Linked DNA regions of Mus musculus: region 1 is linked to region 2. The links are chromatin contacts, called in public HiChIP or PLAC-seq maps. All regions are on one chromosome and are shown on one strand. Each heading gives the region's core, a stretch centred on a gene start, on an enhancer-like site or on the middle of the called end of the contact. The rest is flanking DNA. Distances are from core to core; before and after follow the strand shown.

Region 1 (5,204 bases), core at 1,321-3,820, 280 kb after region 2:
GTTTATTTTTATTTTATGTGTATGGATGTTTTGCCTGCTTATATGTCAAATTTGGTTCCCAGTACCCAAGTTAGGTGAGGTGGCTCACAACCACCTGTAACTTCAGCTTTAGGGGGTCTGACACCTTCCTCTGCACCCGCACACATGTGATTTACATTCACACACACATGGAAATAAAATCAAAAGTTATAAAAAAATGACTTTTTTCTCTTTTGTGTGTGTGTTTATGTTTGGTGTTTTGGATTTGATTGGAGCTTCTTGTATTTACTTCTTTAAAAAAAACCTGTACTTAATTGATTTTGTGAGTAACTATGTGTGTGTGTGTGTGAGAGAGAGAAAGAGAGAGAGAGAGAGAGAGAGAGTACAAATGTGCATGTGCCGTGGCATGAATGTGTTGGTCAGAGGAGGGTGTCATCCACTATTGAAGGTGGCCTTCCCTGGCAGGTGACAGACCAAAAGCTGTGCCCTTCCAGCTGCCATCGGCAGACCAGCTCCATCAGGTTTGAGGTGAGCTATCCATATTTTCAAGTAACCATTTATTTTGCTGAACAAAATTAAAGCTTACAGGCATTCATTGTAACATATTTCTAAGCTCTGTTTAATCTAGAAGAAGAAATTTACTAAATGACACCCTCCTGTTGTAGAAGAATTGATACAACTTAATTCAGTGAGCCTTTTGTCCAGAGCGAAGTTAGACACTGACTAGATGATCAGGCAGTGATGCTACCTGCCCTTGGGGGCCCTGGGGATAAGAAAGCAGGAGCCACCTTCCGTCTCCACTTTAATGATGTAAACAGATGGAAGACAGTTTTTTTTCATAAAAATCTAAAAATGACCCAAGATACAGTGATCTGTGATAAAGGCCTTCCCCTCTGTCTCTCAAACACACATACACATGCACTTTAGGCAGCAGAACAACCAATTATCTTTGAAAAGTAAGTTTGATTCAGTGGGAAAACCATTTATTGAGGGCAAAGTGACCTGCAAAGTTGTGGGTCCGTGGCAGGGATGGGAACAGACAGACAGTGAAGTCACAGCTCTCCAGAAGTCACTGTGTAAGGTGGTGCTGGTGGGGCTTTGGTACAAGGTACTAGGGAGCCAGGTGCAAGGCTCAGAGTGCTACAATACAAGAACTGTTACACGTGTAACAAATTAACAAATTGTTACATTTGTCAACTAGAAAATAAAAGTATGGAAACAGTGAGGAAGCCTCGGCTTCCCAGTATCCCAGGCCAGCAGGAGAGTGCAGAGAAAGACAACACCGCAGCAGAGTGCTTGAGTTGTATCCTGAAGAATTTATAGGATTCTTTTTTTTTTTTTTTTGAGTTTTTCGAGACAGGGTTTCTCTGTGTAGTCCTGGCTGTCCTGGAACTCACTTTGTAGACCAGGCTGGCCTCGAACTCAGAAATCCGCCTGCCTCTGCCTCCCAAGTGCTGGGATTAAAGGCGTGCGCCACCACGCCTAGCTGATTTATAGGATTTTTTGTAGAAGGCAGAGCTGAGTGATAAAGAGGCACGAGCAAGGGCAGCAAGGCACCTTGGTGGGAGAGGAGTAGGAAGGACTTGCTAAGAACAAGTAATGAAGCCTTCAACAGACTTGCAGTATACCGTGCGTGTTTTCCTGAAAACAACCAAGAAAATAGAGGGCCCACGGGTGGGGCGGAGACCTGAACAGGTTGGCTTGAAGGCTAGTGTTTTAGCTACTGGCTCATTGCTACACTGTGGCAAACTGCCTGGCAACGGTGAGCTAAGGGAGGCGGGGGGGGGGGGTTGTTTTGGCTTCCAGTTTGAGAGTGCAGTCTCTCCTAAGGGAGGGTTTTGAGGGCAAGAGGTGCTTGGTGGCACGCATATGCAGCTGGGACTGGTGCCTCACAACCTGGAGGAACAGGAAGCAGAGAGAGTGAGGCCAGATGATAGAACCTTGAGACTTGCCTACCATGACCCACTTTCTCCAGCTTTATCCCCTAAAGGTTCCACAGCCTAAACAATGCCATAACCCGGGGGGCCAATTCTTCATACTCGGAACAGGCACGGTGAGCAAAATGTGGGCAAACAGGGATGTGCTGCCCAGCTGGGCTTGTGGGTAGAGCAGAGGGTAGAGATGCAGCTACACATAACACTGAAGACGACTTCTAGAGGAAAACAGAGGAGAAGGCTCCTAAGAAGAGACTTACAGAATTCAAGGACTGTGAGCCAAGCATGGGAAGATGTGGGGAAGGGAGCCTGTCAACAGCTCAACAACTATACATAGTTCCAGGAAAAACAAAACAGAAACCTACTGGGCTGTTTCCACGGGACCACTCTTAGTGCATCCTTTGAGATCAATTGCAGAACAGACAGGGTGGGAACCAGTGACCATGTCAGACATGGAAAAATATTTGCAACATGAAGGAAATTTAAAGATAGGCAGAAGCTGATGTAGCCTCTCTCAGGGAGGAGAGTGTTTCAGAGGAACTAATGGAAATCCTGAGAAATAGGAACTGAAAGCGCCTGGTTCCCCAAGCCAGACAGACAAGAAACATTGGCAGAATGATGTCATTCTGCCTGCTTGGATGATGTCATTTTGCCCTCAGATGGTAACCCAGACTGTGTGAGTCAATATCTATATTTGGACATAAAGAGAACCACCGTCTATGCTGTGTGCCAGTTCAGAAGTCTGTTATGCTGGTCTGGTTTAGCTCTGCCTAATTGTTTTAGGCTCTGACTTCACCAACAGCCCTGGTAGTTAGTTAGTCTGTTTGGTATCACACAGTTAGAATCCCAGCACGTCTATGTTCATGTACATCATCATAACTGGTCTGTCCCTTCTGCACTTGGAAGACCCTGGCATGTATTCACAAGGCCATTCACAACATATATTTTAAAAGGCAAAGAGGGGATATCAGAAGCAATCTATGTCCAAAAGCTTATGCAGATGCTAGGTATGGAGTAGACTCTAGTACATTCTTTGATCTAAGAGCTCAGGGTTGGCCAGACAGTTTTCATAGAAAAATGCTATCTCTCAATATAGCTCCCGAACCTAGTTATGGGTACCAGCAGAAAGGGTCAAACAGTTTGTGTGTCTTCGTTCTGGAAGCGAATGGTGGTTTTCCAGTCTTGTGCTCACCTCTCCAAAGACTCAAGGTGCTCTTTAATGCAGAGGGACTGAGGGGACGGCTCGGTGGGTGAAGTCCTTGCCATGCAAGCTTGAGGACCTGATTCAGTCCCCAGCAGTCACAAAGCTACACAGAGAAGACACCTTGTCTCAAAACCCCAGCTGCCATGGCTGTGCACACTTGTCACCTCCTTATAAGATCCTGGGCTCGATGCCTACTCAGCTTAACCAAACTTGTTGGTCCCGATCAAATGAGTCACCTTCTCTCAAAAAACAAGATGCGAGGCCACTGAAGAATGACACCTGAGACCAATCTCTGACATCTACACACATGAACACACACGTGCACATGTACCCCCACGCACCTACATATACATGAGCACGCACAAATACACACACAGAGAGGGAGCCCCTCGTGGTACTGTGTTTTAGACTTACCTGTATACGTTCTTGGTGGATGCATTCAGCCGGCAAACTTTCATTTGGAGGTTGATGAAACTGAACAGTGAATGACTTTGACTTCCGCTAGAGAGCAGAAAGAACCAGAGGAGAGGAAGCTCGCCCCAAGAGGAGAGGAAGCTCGCCCCAAAGGAAAGGAAGCTTACCCCAAGAGTAGAGGATGTATATGTAGTTTTACAAGGACAATCAGAAGGCTTAAAAAGGAGGGAAACTATCAGAAGCAAGCACACAGGTCCAAGAGCTCATGGAGGTGGCTGGCTGGAGCTACAACGATCGCTTCCGTGAGTTGAGCACGTGAGTTTTCCAGCCACTTTTCAGAGAATGCATGTTATATACTGGCATGTGGTCTTACGTGGAGGCTGAGGAGAGGGGCATTGAAGCAAAATTGGGACATCTGGGGGTGGACCACTGAGCAGCAGCATGTATGATGTTCTGGGATATTTCTCACCAGCTGAAGGAATCAGTCGGTTTGGAAAGGTCACAGGTCATCACATTGCTATAGTTCTAAAGTGTATAGATAGTTCTGAAGCATTGATTTAGAAAAGTTCATTCCTTTATTACTAACAGCAGCTACACCCCAGCATCATCCCCAGAATCTCACCTTGTTTGAATGAGACTGAAATTCTCAAGAGTGAGCAGCAGCCTCCTTGGTGCAGCTACAGCGAGCAGCAGCCTCCTTGGTGCAGCTTTTAGTTTCTAACACTAACACGTTGGCGGCTGCCCACCGGAGGTGATAGATAAACGTTTGTTGGGTTGGTGAGTGAAGCACATGACACTCTAGATTCTGTGTCTAGTACTTCTACGAGCATTGAGCATCGGGGAGGGGACGGGGTAATCCTGCTTTCCACCTCGGGTCGGCCTGAGGGCCAGTGCTGCCCTGGGATGCTGAGTGCTCATACAGTTTTGTTAAGCTGTGCATCAGCTACTCCCTCCATCTCCTGCAGGAGGGCCCAGTGACTTAAAAGATTTAACTTAGCTCTTGAACCATGGAAGGAACTATCACGACTCCTTAAGTCTGTGTGTCACTCCTGTGACCCAGGAGAGCCCTTCTTTGCCTTTCTCTTTAGTATCAAGATGGCACCAAGTTACTAGAGTGTATTTCTTTCCACTAATAAAGAGTTCCTGCTGAGCATCATTATTGTGGGTTGAGCTGTCCCCCAACCCTCATGCCTACACAAAACTTATGATTATGGCATTTTGAGGTAGGGTCTCTGTGGATATAAGCAAGCTGAGGTAGGCCATATTGGGAAAAGGTGAATGATAAAGTGAATGACTGCTATCTATATCAAAAGAGGGAAGGGTTAGAGATGTAACTCAGTGGAATAGCACTTGGTCAGCATGGTGAGGCTCTGGGTTTGGTCCCAGCACAGCTAGGGAAAGAGGAAGGGCAGAGGGAAGGAGGGATGAAAGGAGAGAGGGAGGAAGGAAGGAAGGAAGGAAGGAAGGAAGGAAAGAAGGAAGGAAGGAAAGAAGAAGGGAGGGAGGGAGGGAGGGAGGAGGAGGAGGGAGGGAAGGAAGGAAGGAAGGAAGGAAAGAAAGAAAGAAAGAAAGAAAGAAAGAAAGAAAGAAAGAAAGAAAGAAAGAAAGAAAGAAAGAAAAGAGGGAGAAAAGAATTTGGATGAAGAGGTCCTGAAGGCAAATACCATAACTGC
Region 2 (5,103 bases), core at 2,452-4,951:
GCACTTGTCCTTCTGAGTCACTGTCTCCCAAACTCCGCTGCATATAATCCCAAAGACCCGGTTGCAACATATGCCAGTTAAACCAGTGTCTAGAGAGAGGTGGATGTCAGCACTGGCCACAGATTGTCATGTCCCATTGCACAGGAAAGACTGGGAGCTCTGCTCTAAGCCTTTGATGCAAAATGTCTAGTTTGGGGCTTGCTAGAAAAGGACCCTCTAAGCCCCACTGCAGACCAAGGAATTACAAACTATCTGTGTCAGAAATCCATGGCTGATTCGGTGGTACAACCTGGATTAACATTTCACCCAGCTGGCTATAGTGTTGCTGTGGAACTCTGTCCTCTGAGCTTAAGGGCCATTACAGTCTTCATCAGACAGGCTTCATTGACCGCTAGGATTGGACCTGCTGGTGCTCCCTCATGTGGTGGGGAGGTTAATTACATGCTCACCTCAGACTCCTGCTACTTGTTCCTGCATTTCCCAACTACATACAGTCTCGGGAAGTTCTAGAATACACATGGTAAGCAGTTAGCTGATGGGAGTGGCATCTGTACAGCTACGGGGAGGTTATCACCCATGCTGGTGCCAGATTTTTCAGTGACACGATTGTAACCTACATTCCTGTAAGAAATCCCTCATCATGCTCCTGTAAGCAAACCCAGTGATTCCCTCACTGGATTTGAGTAAAACCCTTCCTTTGGTCTCTGTAGATGCCCTGGGTTTGGGCCTTTGGTCTTTTGTAGGTCCCCTGGGTTTGGAGACATTTGTTCAAATCCTTCTAGAAAAAAAGATTGTACCATAAGAGCTCGAAGTTTGAGAAAGTCTGCATTTCATACTGGAATCCACTGGGTAATGCTTTTTAAAAGATGCCATATCCACATCTCACCCCAAGACTGACTTTCCTACTCTCAGAATGACCCAGACCCACTCCTCAGATCTTTCTCAGTCAGTCTGAGAAGGCCTGCTCTAACTCAGCTTCTGCCCTATGACCTATGACCTATGACCTATGACCTATGAGCATTACCCACGATGAAGCCAGGTAACAGATATGAAGAACTTGACATGAGGCTTGGCGGGCACAAAGAAAATATCAGAGGATTTCAGATGAGGATGTAAGAGTGGTTAGTGTTAAGAGTTTTTGTTAGCTATAGCTCAGTGAATGACAGCTGAATCCATGTTAACACAAATTCTTCTCAACACAGAAAAGGACTTCAAGCACTCTGAACAGCAGTAGCTAACACACGGGCACAGCAAGACTTCATAACCTTGTGGTGGGTCTATGCACCTGACCATGGGTGCTTGCCACTTCCTTAAACAAATTCTCCTGCGCTGAATTCAAGATAGATCCCATTTTTGCTGACTTGGATCTAGAATGACTTAAGTCAGAGTAATGATTAAGATCCCCATACAAGAAGGCAGACACTTGGCCAAAGCAGCAGAGGGCGTGTCTTCACAGGCTACACTGCTAAGCAAGTGTGTAGGAGAGATGGGCTCACACCAGGTCACCAGTCAGCAGTTCCCCTCACAAACAAGGTAATCATGGAACCTCTGTGATACTAAAGATATGTGTCTGCATTTTTGTGTGGTCCCTCCAGCTAACCACGGCCATTTGGCAGGCCCAACTTCAACGCTGTGTCATCACAGCCAAATTAGAACCATCCCACATGTGTAACAACATGGACAAGATACACTGTGTCTAGGGAAAAAAAAGTTTAACAAAAATATTCACACTCGTGCTAAAGAACCCAATAACCTCTCTACACGAACACTGGCTGGCTCATCCCATGCCCCTTCCTCTTGCTTAGGTCGCTCTACACTGGCCTCCTAGAATTTTTCAAGCTGATTCCCCCTCCTACTTCTGCTGCCTAGAATGTTCCTCTCCGAAGGGAACCGCTCAGCCCATGCAGTCTTTCCTCAGAGAGGCCATTTCTGCACCCTCTGGCCTAACCTCACCCCCAGAGGTTTTTCTTTGAAGCACTTCATTATCTTTTTATAGGCCTCATGGAGATGGAACTCTGAAGAGACGCTTGCCTCTCTGCTTCCCAGTGTACTAACTAAATCTCCATTTCTGCTTTTCACTTCTGATTTGGCTCTTTTAATTGGCTTACTGAGCACATGAGACCAGACCTGGCTTAGGGCACTGGTTGTGACCCACAATCGAAACCAACTTCAGCTCACAGGTTTATTGGTCCCATGACTCTGTTTCTCCTTTCGATGCCCAGGGCCAGGCCTGCCTTGAAACTGACAGCCAACAGAAACTTCCTAGCTGGGCCACTAACAAGATGAACAAGGAAATGAGCCAAGTGGGAATCTGACACCGAAGGAAACAAAATTTAGATTTTTAAATGCTATTAGATTACCTTTCATTACTGTGACCAAAGGCGGTTCAAGTGAATAAATGATTCTAATAAATTTTTCAGAACTCCTTTCATTTTAATTATTTATATGAATAAAATAAGCTACGTTAGCATGTTCACCTTAGACTCAGAACATTTTTCGAGCATTTCCTTCACTCATGGTCTCTTCTACTGTGAAACTTGTATCAATATTACACTTTTCATTCCTTACTTGTTGGGGAAACTATTCAAAGAAACATCTGCTCAGCCTAACTTTTTACTCATTTGTTTATTTATTTTTTTATTTTGTATTTCTTTTTACCTCGGAACCAGGCAGTCGGCTCTCTGCAGAGTTGTGGCATCAAGTTCAAAAAGGGACGCGATGTCATTTCCGTGTGGGACTGAAACCAGGGTGTACATGATCTTCTCCCCTGCCTGGCGTTTTTTCTTTGGTGTTGGAATCTCCCCGTCTTTCTGTGGAAGAGGTCCAAGGTTATTCACATTTAGTGTTAACTGCTCCAGCTAATAGGGACATAAGGTGTGAGCTTGCTCACCGTTCCTTCACTGGGTTACAGGAGTGTCTATCCTGAATCACCCTTCAGAAGACCAGGGCTCACAGCCTTTGTAATGATTATGGGCAGTTGTACAGCCTATGTTCCCGGGAGGGGTAGTCTAATCTGAGCATGCCCTTGGGCACAGCAGTTATGGCTCCTTCTCTGGTGGCTGTATACCAATTTACAACATAAGGATTTGATCCTCCACATTTAAGTCACCAGAACTCTCTAAATGCCACGGACTCAAGAAGACATACAAATGACCAGTGACTATAGGAAAACATGCTCAGTTATGTGTGTGTGGGGGGGGGGAGGTAAATCAAAACCACAGCAAAGCAGACAGCCTCCCAGGCTAGGGACATGATGACCTAAGTCCAGAGATAAATGGCCAAAGGTCAGAGCAAGGGAACCCTTGTATCCTGTGGGTGGGATGTAAAGTATTGTGAAAACACATGGCCTGGGGATTCTTCCTGTGGGCATGATGATGTGAGAAAGATGCAGGGTCACGTTCAAGTGCACAAATGCAATCCCCACCTCACAAAGAGACCTGCACCCCAGGCTGGCTGAAGACTAGTCAAAAAGCCATTCATGGAAAAGCCAAAGGCAGACAGACAGACGGACGGATGGACAAACTACAGACAATAGGAAGGAAGGAAAGGAGGAAGGGAGGAAGAAAGTGAGTTAAAGGATGTAGATTCATTGGCCCACAAAAAGAACGTGCAGTTTCAGTCAACTGTGAATGGCAGAGCAGCAGCTTTCTCTGGAGGCTCCAGACTGTGAAACCACAGCACTGACTGCCAGTAACAGAGGCAGGAAGGTTGGGGGGGGGGGCAGGGGATGGAGGGGCACGTGACCCTCTTGTAAAGAACCAAAGGAAGAACTTGTGCAACATAAAACACTTCCCTCCCTTTCTCCTTCCTTCCTTCTTTTTAGACAGGGTCTCCCTAAGCAGCCCAGGCTGGCCTCAGACTCACAGCAGCCTTCCTGCTTCAGCCTGCCAAATCTGGAGTTAAGACCATGAGCAGCCGCTCCCAACTGGAGTTCCCTCTCAAAGACAGAGGCTGCCATAAGCTCTGATGTTAAAGACAGCACTGATTATGGTGAAGAAGGTGGCAGAAGGAGACTAAGTCAGAGTGGGGGGGGGGGGTCCCAATACTTGAGACGCAGAAGCAGGGGGATCTCTGTGAGTTCTAGGCCAACCTGGTAGCCTCTCCTCCAAAATGAATTCCAGAACAGAAGAGTTTTACAGAGAAACCCTGTCTCAAGGGAAAGGAGTGTGGGGCAGGGATAGGAAGTTTGTTTTCAGTTACATCCTTAGGGACATAAAAACTTTCAGAGAATCGAGCATACTCAAGCTGGGGCAACAAGCTGTTAGCAGAGCTTGTGGATTCTACAAGTCTATTGACACCAAGAGAATCACAGATACGTCGAGCACTGTTCCTTTAGAGGAGGTGACCAAGAATGTAAGAGCACAGAGCTGAAAAGCCAGCTCCTAAACGATCTTCCTGGACACTAGGCAGTGAGATCCAGCAATATCTCAGTCCACTTGCTGCTGTTGCAACCGAGCCCCACAGACCTGGTAATTTCTTAGGTCTCGATTCTGGAAGCAGGGGGCTAAGCACACGGAGGTGTCAGCTCTGAGGGCCTTGGTGCTACATTGTGACATGGAGACTACCACCCCATGAGCCAGAACCACCAAGCCCCAGCCTGGTTCTGCAACAAGCCACGCTAACACACTAGCCCAGGAATCCGGGAGTGAGGTCTCTCCATCACTGACTCCTCATGCCCACTTCTCCCAGAGAGCCCCACCCCACTGTGACATTGACGATCAAGTTTCCAACACAGGCAGGACATTCAAAGGACAGTAGGCCATAAGGGGCTTATGTAGACAGGAGATGCTATAATCAAAATACTACTGAGCTCAGGGAGACCAGCTTTTCTGAGTTACACAAAAGGAGAGCCAGATTGCAACAGTCTGGTGTAGAAAAGAAGTTGCAGTGTTCTTGGAAAAGTACTGTATCACTAAAAGGAATGCATTGTGTCACAGTTTGCTGACTGAGCTCTCCTCCACTTAGTATAACCCAGCTTTTGATGCCCATACTCTTTGGGGGAAAATGTGCTAAACGGATGCAGCTATTTAGGGCTATTTGACAGTGTAGCCTGTACTTCAGTCCTCTGTAAGTTCATACTGGGGTTCAATCCTCTCTTCACCC

Evidence for each region. HiChIP or PLAC-seq counts read pairs in DNA pulled down with a chosen protein or histone mark.
Region 1: a CTCF HiChIP or PLAC-seq map of large pre-B cells shows a contact between it and region 2, with 2.8 times the contacts expected there. The contact joins two enhancer-like sites. A contact is called at or near these places in 1 of 15 datasets of contacts at CTCF or cohesin (large pre-B cells) and 1 of 484 Hi-C or Micro-C datasets (the G1E-ER4 cell line).

The regions. Positions count from the first base shown.
Region 1 is chr6:146,672,786-146,677,989 of GRCm38.p6, forward strand. No RefSeq gene overlaps it. Among named protein-coding and RNA genes, the nearest start is that of 4930479D17Rik, 18 kb to the left of the region's middle. Within about 2 kb of position 2,571, at least 107 of the 459 cell types and tissues checked have an H3K27ac peak or open chromatin away from gene starts, as enhancers often do.
Region 2 is chr6:146,394,255-146,399,357 of GRCm38.p6, forward strand. It overlaps Itpr2 (inositol 1,4,5-triphosphate receptor 2), which reads right to left. Exons shown (of 57, transcript NM_019923.4): 11 at 2,659-2,810. Among named protein-coding and RNA genes, the nearest start is that of Itpr2, 110 kb to the right of the region's middle. Within about 2 kb of position 3,702, at least 35 of the 459 cell types and tissues checked have an H3K27ac peak or open chromatin away from gene starts, as enhancers often do.